Regions from separate parts of the Zea mays genome. Here region 2 is linked to region 1. A link is a contact called in public Hi-C data. All regions are on one chromosome and are shown on one strand. Each heading gives the region's core, a stretch centred on a gene start, on an enhancer-like site or on the middle of the called end of the contact. The rest is flanking DNA. Distances are from core to core; before and after follow the strand shown. Region 1 has its middle 67 kb from the start of LOC606403. Region 2 holds the start of LOC100281467.

The links. Hi-C and Micro-C count contacts between places; a contact is called where the count stands out from the background.
Region 2: a Hi-C map of endosperm shows a contact between it and region 1, with 2.4 times the contacts expected there. The contact joins the promoter of LOC100281467 here to the enhancer-like site in region 1. A contact is called at or near these places in 2 of 25 Hi-C or Micro-C datasets (endosperm and leaf mesophyll).

Annotation. Positions count from the first base shown.
Region 1 is chr1:51,365,501-51,372,425 of Zm-B73-REFERENCE-NAM-5.0, reverse strand. No RefSeq gene overlaps it. Among protein-coding and RNA genes, the nearest start is that of LOC606403, 67 kb to the left of the region's middle. Within about 2 kb of position 2,560, at least 17 of the 20 cell types and tissues checked have an H3K27ac peak or open chromatin away from gene starts, as enhancers often do. A contact at or near this core is called in endosperm and leaf mesophyll, where this site is marked.
Region 2 is chr1:52,042,100-52,049,024 of Zm-B73-REFERENCE-NAM-5.0, reverse strand. It overlaps LOC100281467, which reads left to right and starts at 2,418. Exons shown (of 15, transcript NM_001154385.2): 1 at 2,418-2,564; 2 at 3,503-3,746; 3 at 4,570-4,632; 4 at 4,728-4,799; 5 at 4,922-5,029; 6 at 5,126-5,206; 7 at 5,298-5,351; 8 at 5,443-5,568; 9 at 5,655-5,744; 10 at 5,965-6,087; 11 at 6,171-6,281; 12 at 6,410-6,523; 13 at 6,686-6,742; 14 at 6,838-6,912. The coding sequence starts at 3,555.

The sequences.
Region 1 (6,925 bases), core at 1,311-3,810:
CTTCTGCTCTTCGTCGCGTATCATTTGCCACACCTTGGCTTGTGCAGACACACGTTGGCGCTTGGCCTCAAGTATCTCTTTTTGCTTCTGGAGATTGCGGTTCTTGATGCGCAAGGCGCGCAGCTGTAGTTGTTCTTCCGCTGAGACACCGATGACTTCGCCGTCCTCGGTGACGTCCGCGCCCTCCGGTGGAGCGAAGCCTGGGGGAGGTTGCGGTTGTCCTTCAGAGCCGCAGGTGCGGAGAGCGTCGTCTTCAGTGGCCTCTTGGTGGGTGGTGTGGACGAGGGCGAGGGCCTTGCCCTTTTTTGCGACCAGCAGTGCTGCCTTCGCAGCCTCGTCAGCCTTCGAGCTAGCTTTATTGGGTGCCATCGCGGGTGGTTTTTTCGTAGCACGAACGGTGGGCGTCAAATGTTGGAACTTGCTCTCCGGCGCAAGTTGATCCAACGGGGGTGTGTAGCAGCGTAAACAAGGTTTTTGCTCGAGATGGCAATAGCTCTATTCATCTAGCCTCTCGAGGGCACTGTGCGGGGGTATTTATAGGTATCTGAGTGCCCAGCGTCCAGTGTTAAGGACGCATGTGCCCTCAGGCGCCTAGGTTATCCTCGGAATATTCCTATAAAGCGGGGTTACAGACCGTAATTACAGGGAGACCTTTACAAATTAGGCCCGTAATGCGCAGCGACCACGCAGGGCCTGTTACAATGGGCCGGATCACACGTGGGCCTCCATGTTGGACGAGGTCGCAAGATGAGACGACCTCGTCATAGGTCTTCGTCCGGTGACGTGTGGGACGAAGGGTGAGTCTGCCCGTTGTCTTGTCTCCGTTGGTGCAGCGAGGACGGTGAAGGCATCGAGCGAAGGGTGGCGTCTTCGCCTTCGCCCCAACACGCGCGTCGTGCAATGTTGGGAACGGGGCATACTGGTTGAGCGGTGTCGGGAAGAATTGGGCCGAATGAATAGGTGCAAAAACTGAGCCGAGGAGGAGGACGAAAGTCGAAAGTCAAGAGGATTGGATCGATCCGGTGAGGAGGCCAGGACTATATTAGCCCACCCAAAATTTCAGTATTTTCTATACTTAACAGTAAATGAATCTCATGCCTCCTTTGGAATACATGATTCATGAAATGTAGGAACAAGAAAAACGTAGGAATAGAATTACTTGACACTTACAGTTCAATAGGAATTAAAAATGCAGGAAAACTTCTAATAGAGTATTTGGATGCAATATAGAAAGAACACAACAATTAGAGGAGACAGAAAGACACAAAGAAAAATTACTAAGAGGTTGGATCTCATATTAGAAATCATCCAAAATCACACTACAATAGGTTATTCCATAAATTTTATAGAATTTGCAGGAACTCAATCCTTTGTTCTGAAGGACCTTGTAGAAAAAAATTCTATTGGACTTCAATACTCCAAAATTCCTTCACTTTTCTTTTGTTCCAAAAAATCTAAGGGCTAATTTGGTAACCACATATCTTTCCAAAGGATTTCTATTTTTCTGAGGTCCCGTTTGAATCGTTAGAATTGAATTCTAATAATAGTAATTGAGACATAGATCAAGTAAGTTAATATGGTTTTATGCAGAATATATTTGTGTACCACTCTTAGCCATATGAGTGAGATATTTATGTGTTATATTTTCACTATAGGGGAGTGAACTGAAGAGTATGTTATAAATTATAGTGTAGAATCGTAGCTTGGATATACATAAAATCAATTTACATCCCTCTATTATGAATTTGAGATAGGCTTATATTTGAACTTTAGAAAGTGGTGTAATATCGAATTCTGAATAAAATAACTTACCCTATTAAGTAAATTCTAATTCCGTTGGAATGAAGGGATCCAAACGCCCCCTAATGTCTAGTTTGGGTACTCTAGTATTGACCTTAATCTACATGTATTGAGGCGGATTGGGGTATAATTTAGTTTAAATTACACCATAATACACCTCAATACATGTGGATTGAGGTCAATACTAGAATAACCAAACAAAATCTAAGGGAAATTAAATCATTTTTTCTTAGGAAAATAAAACCCTTCAAAAAATAAAGTTGCTAAATTAGACCTAGTAATTCTATTTTTCAAGAGATTTTCATTTTCAAGAAAAAAATTGTTCTTTTTTTTGGAAAAATGAGAATCCTTTGAAAAATTGAAGGTTCTAACCCTAAAAAGTTATAAAAATTTGCTCCCCTTTCCGTACGCCCCAGGAAAGGAGTATGTTGATGTCTCCCGTGACCGTGAAGAGCAGACGTGCTGCCTCGTGGATCGCGGCTCAAGCCAGAGCAGACTCCCAAGGGCCAAGGCACCTACAGACTTCCTCATAATGGGCCACGTTTTCTACTGTGTTGAGTCTAGACCGCCCATCTCACGAATCACGTCGCTCTCGTGCGTCGTGAACTATAGCTACTCCTTCCTGAGAAGATCCGGAAGGCCGGAACCAGGAACCATTCCGGCCTCGTGGGACCCGGAACACTTGCGGCACTCAAGTCAAACGCTTCTGCAGCCGTGGACTGGATCCCACCGACCGAGCGCGGTACCGTATCGCTCTCGCCGAGAGTTGGTGTGGGTCCCGGTGGGAGCTACCATACCATTGTCTCGGTTCGCATGGTGACACGTGGACCAGGGGCGCAGCTTCTCAGATATTTCGTGGGGCCAAGTGAAAGCCGGTGCATGGAGGTCACGGTCACCACTTGGCTAGAGCTAGCGAGCAGAGAGTCGCGAACATCGTGGTGTGTCGCCATTTTTCTGTCTGTACCTGCGCCATCGAAAAACGTTAACAAAAAATTGTTTGAAGAAAAAAAATACTACGTCTCATCTGACCAAGGCGACGAGACCCGTTCGAAAAAAAATTCCGATAATTTTTGAATCACAATAATTTATAGAATAGACACAGACCGTGATTTTTCACTAAAAACTCGACCCAACTCAAAAAACCTGACATCACTCCGAACAAAATCTGACATGACACATCCAACAGAAAGACGCAAACCAACAAAATCTAATTTGATACTAGACACAGGGTGAACACGGGTCATGTCAAACAACCGATAGTTTGACTTTGATCCGATCCGAATTCAATCCGACTTGATGTTTAAAAAGGTCTAGCCTCATTACCATATCTCTCGATCAAAACAGATACAAAACCAAATTTTCGGTTCACTTTACTGAGAAACTATATACGAAGAGTAGGAAGAGTTACCTAAAGTAATACCAAACATACTTATACTAAGATGCTCTGCTTTTCTACATAATAAATATGTCCCTTATTGTGAACGAGAAATATATCATATAGATCTTTCTCACTCCTCTATTGCTAATGGGAGGGTTCATGATCTGGTTCTAAGATTTACGATGATGTTATTACTCCACACATCATCAACACTATTCTATCCAACATTGTTGCAGCACTATTCTATCCAACATTGTTGCATATTCCAACTGTACTAATTCTCTGTCAAATATGAAGGTTCCAAACCTTGTCAAACTGTCCTACAAAACATGTTTTATTGCATGTTTTATTGTTGTTCGCTAAATTAAGAAGCATGTTATACCGTTCTTCATCCGCTCTAAACTCATGGTTTAGTATATCTTTTCAATCTTGATTAAATGCTCATGATATGTCATTCCCAATCCTCTCTAACTCATGGTTTGGCAATTTTGTTCAATCTAGATTGAATTCTCATGGTCAGATGAACACTATTAGATTGATTTCTATGGTCAGTTGATTGTGTTGAATGAACTCGTTATTTCGACCAAGTTAGTTCATAAGGAAGAAAAAACAATCACGACGAGAGTGACACACGTTCGTTCGCGCATCACACGCTGTTGTGTGGCGTCGCAAATTACGCTCGCCACCCAAACGCGCAAACCTTAGCGTCGCGATATCCTGTACTAGCAAGCATGTGCGCCCACCGCCATGCTAGCCCCCTTGATGGGCTGCCACCGCGAGCCCCATTAGGTCATGTCCAAACCATTCATTAGCCTTCGCTAGGCCGCGACTCAAATGAGTCACATGACACGCCTGTTGCACACCTTCCCCTAGCTAGGCTACGAAATTCACCCTCTTATGAGACAATTTTTCCATAATTCTAGGTAGGACTAAATATTATTTTATTCTATAATTATTGTACTTAAATAAATTCTTGTTGAATTTATATAATAAAAATTATAGTGCATATTTAAGTTGTATATATTCTCCACATTATTATTTATTCTATGTTTTCTAGCTGAATAATAAATAGAATAATGCATGTTTAAAATTATTTTTTATATATGACTATTTAAATTACTGGTATGGATAATTGGCACACCTAATTAATCTAAAGTTAATTTTGCATGACAGAATATGGTCGAAAGTTCGTGGGGTTTGCATGAATAGCAAGAACTACCTTACGATTCATGTGAGAAAGATAGTTGTTTGGTTAGGACCAAATGACACTGGCCAGCAACTTCATGAAAAGTGAAAAGCTGCCATCTTCCTCCGGCGCCACATCTATCTAGACCTAATGATGGAGAATCTGAAGATGAAAGACCATTTGGTACTGCGGGTGAAACTATTTGAGCACGTCGATTTGTTGAGTCATATGATGCTTCCATGGACACAACACGAATGTGCCGCTCCCCTCTTCCTCGACAATGTAGCCTTACAATAGTGCCATCCAATGCATTGTCGCTTAGCTATTCTTTTATGGTCGGATTGTCAATGGTATAGAGATAATTGAGAAAACTCTACCTTTCACACTTTAATATGGTGCTCCACAAAATATTGTAACCTCATCAACATGTTGATTTGCGTCTATGCTTAAAACAAGCTCCTAATGCAGAACTACTAGAAGCGTCCTATTGATGTTACGATGATGCTAGAAGCACACACCAACTTGTAGTCTTGTACAAAAGAGGCCCCTCCAAATTAAGGGGTCATGGGCACCTCAATAATAAGGATAAGAGAGGGAAATTTCAAAAGGCTACCTAGGAATGACAACACTAGTGCCAATGGTCGTGGTAGTGGAAAATGCAAGGACAAATAGAACCCCTAAGGGTTGATTTGGTGATCCGGGATCCCGGGAGGATCGGAGGGGATTGAGGGGGAAATTAGTTCATTTCCCCCTCAATCCGCTCCGATCCTCCCGAGATCCCCTTGTCACCAAATTAGCTCTAAAAGAGCGATACAGGCGCCTCAAAGTATGCTAACGAATGCTATCTTGGGTGTAGGTATCCCATCAAATCACCACTAAATACACTTGTCTCTATATATCAGGAGTGACGCTAGATAGAGAGTGGATACAAAGTTCTTCCCGATTACGGAAACTACGGATCGGAGATAATACTTGATAAAAAAATTTATTTCTAAGGAACTCATTTACTAAAGTGCTAGAGGGTACTTTTTCCTTTTTGCTAAAATGTTAAAATAGGGAAATGCTTTTATAAAATTCCTGGAGATCCTGTTAGTACTTTTGTTATAGAATAAGTTAAATCCAAGATTTAATTAACTCATCATCGAAAAGTGAGTTTTGTTTTTTTGGGGCGTGGCGTGGGGAGTAAATTTATGTTGAAAATTAATAAATATCCACAATAAACAGTGTACTAATATCCAATTCATATGCTGCTCCCAGCAGGGCGGATCTAAGGGGGCTAAGGGGTCTCCACTCTCCACCTACATTTATGAAACTGCGTAGGAGAAGGATGTGGGGGGTAGGGGAGAAGGAAGGAGGAAGAAGAAAAAGAGAAAAAATAAAAATAAAACCCCTACTCTATTAGATAAAGAGGTCAGTGGCGGACGCAGAACAAAATTCTAGGTGGGGCCGACAGTGCAAGAGACAAATCACCAGACTAGACCATAAATATAGATTAATGATAATAATATGAATGTTAAATGATAATATCTAGTGTTTTCAAAATGATATGAATACCAAAAAAAACCTTTTTGGCTACCAAAAGGAGAGCTAGAGAGAGAAAATAGGTGGACTGACTGAGGATGAGGCACTAGGGCGGAGCAGCCGCATCAACGTGTCGTTCTGGCGAGTCATCGAATTTGTCGTGAGTTGGCGTTAGTGAGACGACGACAGCTAGGAGGAGCGAGTGCGGGAGGCAAGGTAGCGATAGATGACGGTGACGGCAAGCGACACCCATTGTCGTGTTGCAACCGCGCGGTGGGACTCTAATGAGTTAGCGAGGGACAGGTGACGCCACGGTCTCACCAACAACTTGCCCATCTGCTGGCGCGGACTAGGAGGCAAAATATCAACGTTGCCTGCAGGATCCTGACGAGTCGACGAGCTGATGAGTGATGAGAAGGTAAGGTGCGCTGCAGCGGGCGGATTAGGTCACCGACTTACTGGTCAGTCGATGACCGAAGAAGCGAGTGAGCCACGACTGGGCTTGCGCTAGGGAAGAGAATCAAATGGCTCAGGTGAAGAGTGGATTGAGCAGTGAAGTATCGACAGAAAAATAGATCAAAACCTAGTTTTCACTAGATTTGTTCACGCTAACTAAACAAAAATTTGTTTTATTTTGGCGTGTACCTAAACCTAGGTATAAGGGGTTAAAAAAATTGAGGTGGGGCCATGGCCCACCTTGTCCACCCCTTGGATCCGCCCCTGAAAGAGGTGGTGGATAGAGGACAAAGGAATAGAAAGAAGATAGAAATATAAAGCCTACTAGTTTGTGGTAAAATCAGTCATGTTTTAGTCCATTTCTGTATCCGTCGCTGGCTCCGAGTATAGATGTCCAATAAGCACGAAGCCCGTGAGCCCGGCACGAAGCCCGTTTTTTGGGCCCGGTCCGAGCCCGGCACGGCCCGGTTATATGCGGGCCCGGTCCGGCCCGGCACGAATAAGCGGGCCGGGCTCGGACAGGAAATTAGGCACGATGGGCTAGCCCGGCACGGCCCGTTTAGCTCTAAGCCCGTTAAGCCCGC
Region 2 (6,925 bases), core at 1,169-3,668, 680 kb before region 1:
GGGGACCATTCGCCCGATGCTCCGGCACATGTGGTGGCCCCCGTGACTGTGTGAGTAGGTTCCACCACTGGTGGTGGTCATCCGTCTTCACCGTACTGACTTGCTGCCGCTACCGCTCTCTTTTATGTGGACACTGGAGACGCAGCGCAAGCATTAGTAACAATTTTAATTGTCGTGTTCCTGTAGAAAAAAATATTAACCGGTACTAATATTAAACCAATCACCATCATTTAAAGATATCAAGTGATGTTAATATGATACCGCTTTAGTCTTTAATCCGTACTAATCACTTAACATTAGGATTGATTGAAGGCACCAACATCGTACTAATGTACCTGCTTTATATTTATTCTTCCTCCTCAAGCTAGCTAGCAGGTGCCAAGAACAAAGATGCGCTCTTTTCATGACATTTATGAGCTTCAAGAAGGGAAGTTGCTGTCCAAATTTTTCTAAGAATTTATTCGAGTTGATGACAACATAATTGTAGTCTATGCTCGGTATGGTTCCTTTGTAGATGTTCCTTTTAAAAGAGTCGTAACTTTGTGTAGCCAGGCAATATTTTTGCGCTCATGCGACTTTAACCAGATTTCATTTGCTTTTCATAGAGTGAACACTTGATTAAATATTCTCATGTTAAAATAGTAAAACAAACAATTTTTAGCTCTATTTAAGTGAATTTGTTTGCCACCACTTGTCATGGAGGTTTTAGGATTTTTTTAGGGGTTTCATCCCATCACAAAATGACTCTCCAAAAGCGTGGTCTGAAGTGGAGTTCCCATAACTCTAAAAATAACGACAATGTTATTTTATCACAGTAAAACCACAGTATTTATGATCTAAAGGCTCAGGTTTGTATCATACAGTTTCTTAGGTGTCTTTTATACTTGAAAAACCGATTTAGAGGCACAGGGTTGTACATGTCCCGGTGGTTTGATTTTCTAAGTATAAGAGATAGTTAAGAGACCGTGTCATACGACCATGAGACCGCAAAACCATAAATACAGTTAAAAGACAATATGTGTGAAGAGTCATATAGAGATGGATACAAACCTGAGCCCCTTAGATTATAAATACAGTTAAGAAAAATAATATGTATAGAAAGTCAAATAGTTCGTTTATGCCCGTATATCAAATGAGGTTGTACGTGCTCAAGAAGGAAAGAGAGAGTGGATGCCTCAGAATACCTATAAACTTTAGATCCGGAGGGGATACAGATTAATATATCTTCTTGCTATTTTTTTAGATTCTTTAGATCTCGATTAGTCCAGAGTTGGAATGTTAGCTAGCACTGGCTTGCTGTCATTCAGCAGAACACTGGTCGGATATCCGCCGCCGATGGAAGAGGAGCATCCACGCTCGCTCGGGTGTCGGGTCAGATCGATCCAGTTGGCGCACGTAATAATCCTTTTCCCCAGAAGGAGTCGAACTCCTCCTCCCCGTCCAATCCAATCAAAGCGACCAATCGACTGGCTGTCCTACACACACACACACACAAAACCGACCGAGGCGACACACCGCAGCAGTGATCATTCTGAGCATTTGCAGAAAAAGGAGAACGTCCCGAAATCCTGGTGGTTGTGTTGTGTGATTGCTCACTCAGTCCGTGCAGGGTCAGGGTGCAGCCAAGCCAACAACCCAACGCTGGGACTGGGAGTAGGGTCCACCGGATTTATTGGCAGTACATCGCTGTTTGGTCCTCCACTCCTCCTGCCCTTCGCTTATATTTTAATTCGGCAGACGTGCACAGACAGGGCACCACCAGCCCAAGGAAGGGCGCACACCGTCAGTCACAGGTGGGTGTGATCAGCAGCCGCTTCTCTTGTGCTGCATTATAACGTATGAAATTCCAGTGTCCCTGTTCCACCTGCATGCAATTGGTTTGACTGAACAACATGATAGCAAGTGAGACTATATATTTTTCTGGAGGAGCACAGTGAAAAAAATATTTGGTCCAAGGGAAGTTAGGTTTTATAATAATATATATACTTGAGTAGAGAATGTCTGTGTCGCTTCTTCCGTCGTTGGAACTCCCATCCGCGGGCGCGGCCCTGACTCTAATAAATGAATAAGCTAATCTGTGTTACTCTTGTTCCATGAAATTGTATTCACAGTTATCCCTGATGCAACGCAATTGTTCAATATATAGCAGTATATATTATACGAAGTATATATGTATATCTAATTTTATGAGACCGGGAGAAGGTGTATTCACAGTACAGTGCAGGGCCATGGCCATGCAGCCCTTGGGGCCTGAAAAGGGTCGCGTGAAGTGGCCAACGCTGTGCAATTGCAACCAAACAAACTTTTGGTGGCGGGGTCCCTGTCCCTGGCCCTGGCCCTGGCCGTCTTTGCCCACAGGCCACAGCGCATCACACCACCGCTTCCTTTATAGCGCCACCCCACCACCCTCGTCTCTCCCCCCGTCGAGCACACAACACACCCTCCTCGTCCTCCAATCCAATCAACCTGGTAGACTCGCTTCGCTTCTCCCCCAGCCGTCGGACGGAGCTCCTCGCAGTCGCAGCAGCCGCCGATCAGCCTGCGCTCGGGCTCAGCGCTGGAAGGTGAGAGCATCCAGTGCCTCGGCCCGCCCGCCCGCCCCGAATCTGGTTCTTGTGCTGGCTCTGGCTGTGCGCTGCACGAACTCTGCATCTGCCTCTTTCGAGACGCAATTCCCGGACCGTGGGCTTTGGTTTCGGGGCTGCAAGGCCGCTCGTCGTTGCGGCATTTTTCGTTTCGCTTGTCCTGTGATGAGAGATGTGCATTTCCCTTTGGCGGGCTTACCGTTCCCTGCTCGTCTGTATGTGTGTATGTTTGTGTGACCTTTCCCTCGACGCCAGGCTCTTCTCCCCTCTTGCTGTTTCTTTCAGCAGTACAGACGCGCATCTGTACAACGCCTTTCTTCGGTCCTGGGTTATGATTGATCCGTTAACAGTTGGTCACCAAGTGCTGGCTGTTTAATATGTACTATAAGCTTCTTGGTGCCGCTGCCTCTGCCTATACGACTTTATGCGCTGCCTGCACAAGTCTCAGCCATCTGTGGGAACGTGTGTCTCTCACCTACCTTTCATATTGCACTAGCTGGATTGAATCATTCTGCTTTGGAGAGATGTCCGGTCATTTTTTAAATCATTTTCATCTCGCGTACTAGTTTTTTTGTTTTTGTTTTTGCGAGAGAGTAATTTTTTTTAATATTTACTGTCTCCTGTCCCATTTGCTGTTTCTTTACCCAGAAATTTCCACCAGATTCAGTCAAACGAAACTCATGTGCTCTTTTTTTTCTCCCTTTCAAAAGGGTGTGTAACCGACTACCGACTCAGATAATATAAGTGCGGTCACCTATCACATGATATCATCTCGCCTCTCTCCCTTCTCTGGTGTTTTATTCTCCTTTTTCCAACCACAGCTTGATGAACTTCTTTTTGGGGGTAACTACAGCTTAGTGAACATGAATGGGTAGTTTTACAACTAACGCAACGGCTGGTTCACTGAACAACTGTAGGTGTTGGAAGAGAATAGCCTGAAGGTTCACAGTAACCTTCATCTGTCGGAAGATGTATCGGGCTAAGAGGGCTGCATTGTCACCGAAGGTGAAGCGCCGCGTCGGCAAGTACGAGCTCGGGCGCACCATTGGGGAAGGGACCTTCGCCAAGGTCCGGTTTGCTAAGAACACTGAAAACGGGGAACCTGTTGCTATCAAAATCCTTGACAAGGAGAAGGTTAAGAGGCACAGATTGGTTGAGCAGGTCAGTATCCGTCCACTATTCCTTTCTGAGACCATGCACTGGCTAGCTTCTTGTTATATCCATTTTCTGTCAGTACCATGATGCATGGATCAAACTTTTAGTTAACTACAAACATTGAGGTTAAAAGCCTTTATGCTCCCCTGTCGAAGCCGTGTTGTGTGACTTTCGATTTCGAAAATGGTAAGGAGTTCAGTTTGCCATGCAGCCAATCATGTCCTCGTTCCTAACAGTCACTAGCTGGACCATGTGATTTCCTTTCGTCAAAAATCAAAATTCACTGCCGTCACTTACATCTTTCTATCAAAAGGAACGAGGTGGAGAATGAATTTTCTTCCTTGGATGCTGCCGTGACAGCATGGGAGCATAGGAAGATGTAACTTCAATTAAGAAACGATACGTCGATACTATACCTGCATATTTGCATGCCATCGAGATATATCCACATGGTGGTCTTCCAGTTCAAGTCATACCTGCACCAACTCAGTATGTTCGTTCTCCTGGTGCCTTGTGCTGTTTCCAGTTGCAGTCTGAACTTTGTGCAAATTGAACACTTCAGTGTGGATGACTGTTTCCAGTTGGCTTCAGTTTGCACACTTCAGTATATGTTTTCATCAGTGCTCTGTTAGGCGTCCGTTTCCTCAGTTACACTGTAGTTGGCTTCATTATTCCTCTGCTTTACTTCTAAATCATAACCATGATGCAAGCATACATGTATTGTTTAATTTACTCCTCGGGAGTGTGTTTTGCTGTATGCGTCTTTTAAACAGATTGGTGCTGCGTACTTGACATATCTCGTGCTGATATCATCCTAAATTCAATGCAGATTAAGCGTGAAATTTGTATCATGAAATTAGTAAGGCACCCTAATGTTGTTCGACTGTTTGAGGTAAGATCCGAAAAACTACACACACTTCATGATGTATATTCTGCTCATGCCTATGCTCTGATACTATTTGGATGAAATTTTGCTTTCTACATCAGGTGATGGGAAGTAAAGCAAGAATTTTCATCGTTCTGGAATATGTTACCGGCGGAGAGCTTTTCGAAATCATTGTAAGTGGAACTATATCAGCTGTTTGAAACACTTTGTCGTACATGACATTGCTAACACGAGTTAGATGATCATGTTTTTTTTATTAATTCATTCTGCTGTTATGCAAAAACATGACAACCAGGCTACTAATGGAAGGTTGAAGGAAGACGAAGCACGTAAATACTTCCAGCAACTGATTAATGCTGTTGATTACTGCCACAGTAGGGGAGTGTATCACAGAGACTTGAAGGTGAAGCCTAAGTTACCTTTTGTGATTGTTCTATAATATATTATGGGTTCAGTAGTGCAGACAAGTGACATATTTATGCTGAACATGCATTTGCAGCTCGAGAATTTGCTGCTTGATGCTGCAGGAAATCTCAAAGTTTCTGACTTTGGTTTAAGTGCTTTAACCGAGCAAGTGAAGGTAAAGTTGGAACCACTTCCCATAAACTTCGTATAGTTGTTGCATCATGTTCTCTTGTTGGCTTCATTTAATCTTATAAGTATTATTATAGGCTGATGGTCTGCTTCATACAACATGTGGAACCCCCAATTATGTTGCCCCTGAGGTACGTTCCCTCTTTTTTGATTGTTATAGATTAATCATGTTTTGGTTGCAAACAAGGTTACCTAACTAATATTTGTGTTGGATCATTGTAGGTGATCGAGGATGGAGGCTATGATGGTGCAACTGCAGATATTTGGTCTTGCGGAGTAATCCTCTTTGTTCTTCTTGCTGGATATTTACCTTTCGAGGATGACAACATCATCGCCCTATACAAGAAGGTACCAATGTTGAAAAATAGAGAAAAGAGAAAAAACATGATTTTGTGGTTGTTTAGCATATCTTAATACCCCCTTTGCAATCACAGATTTCAGAAGCTCAGTTTAGCTGCCCCTCTTGGTTTTCAGCTGGGGCCAAGAACATGATTACCAGAATTCTTGATCCCAATCCTACAACTGTAAGTATCATATAGCTTTTGAGCATAGTTGTTGAAATGGGTCATCAATATGCTAAACATACATGTAATCTAAGAATGATGGACAAGTGGCAACTATGTGTCTATGAAACATAAGCATATATGGATGTGGCTTGACATCAATATTTCAGTTTCAACTGCCGACAAGTATTTCTTGAATCTCAACTTACCTGGCTTTTCGATTTTCCTGGATGTTTACCAGAGAATCACGATTTCTCAGATACTGGAGCATCCTTGGTTCAAAAAGGGGTACAAGCCTCCTGTTTTTGACGAGAAATATCAAACTAGCTTGGATGACGTGGATGCTGCTTTTGGAGATTCAGAAGTGAGTCAGATGGACCAATAAATCTTTAGCCTTCTGTGGTAGAAATTAAGTGAGTAACTGTGTTTTACTGATTCGTTTACCAGGACCGGCATGTGAAAGAGGAAACTGAAGATCAGCCAACCTCAATGAATGCATTCGAACTGATTTCTCTAAACCAGGCACTGAATCTGGAGAATTTGTTTGAAGCAAAGGAGGTCAGTCATAGCTCTCCTGTCTTCTTGGCCAATTTTAGGTTTCCAAATTTTATTACCTTACTGTTATTTGAAATGCACTATAAAAAGTATAAATCTGCAATGATCTTATTTCTGGTTAAAAATGGCAGGAGTATAAAAGAGAGACAAGATTCACCTCACAGTGCCCCCCGAAAGAGATAATCACAAAGATCGAAGAAGCTGCAAAGCCGCTTGGCTTTGATGTTCAGAAGAAAAAATACAAGGTATTTCCTACTGAAGTTTGTTATGTACAATATTCCTCTTGTTGCTTTCGACCTATGTTGTAAAATTTTGGCTTGAATATCTAGATAGTAAGTAGAACTCTTGCTGCCATCTTCCACATACCTCAGATCCTAATAAGGCTGTGCTGTGTCTGCTCTTTCCAGATGCGGATGGAGAACCCGAAAGCAGGTAGAAAGGGCAATCTGAATGTTGCAACTGAGGTAGCTGAAAACATCAACTTGACAAAAATCAAGATTGCTGAAGCATCGAAAGAGAATAACTCAATTCCTTTCTGTTTGTGCATGCCAACTCTTAGGTTTTCCAAATAGCCCCATCCCTGCATGTAGTCGAGCTCAAGAAGGCGAAGGGGGACACTCTGGAGTTCCAAAAGGTACGGTCTCTAC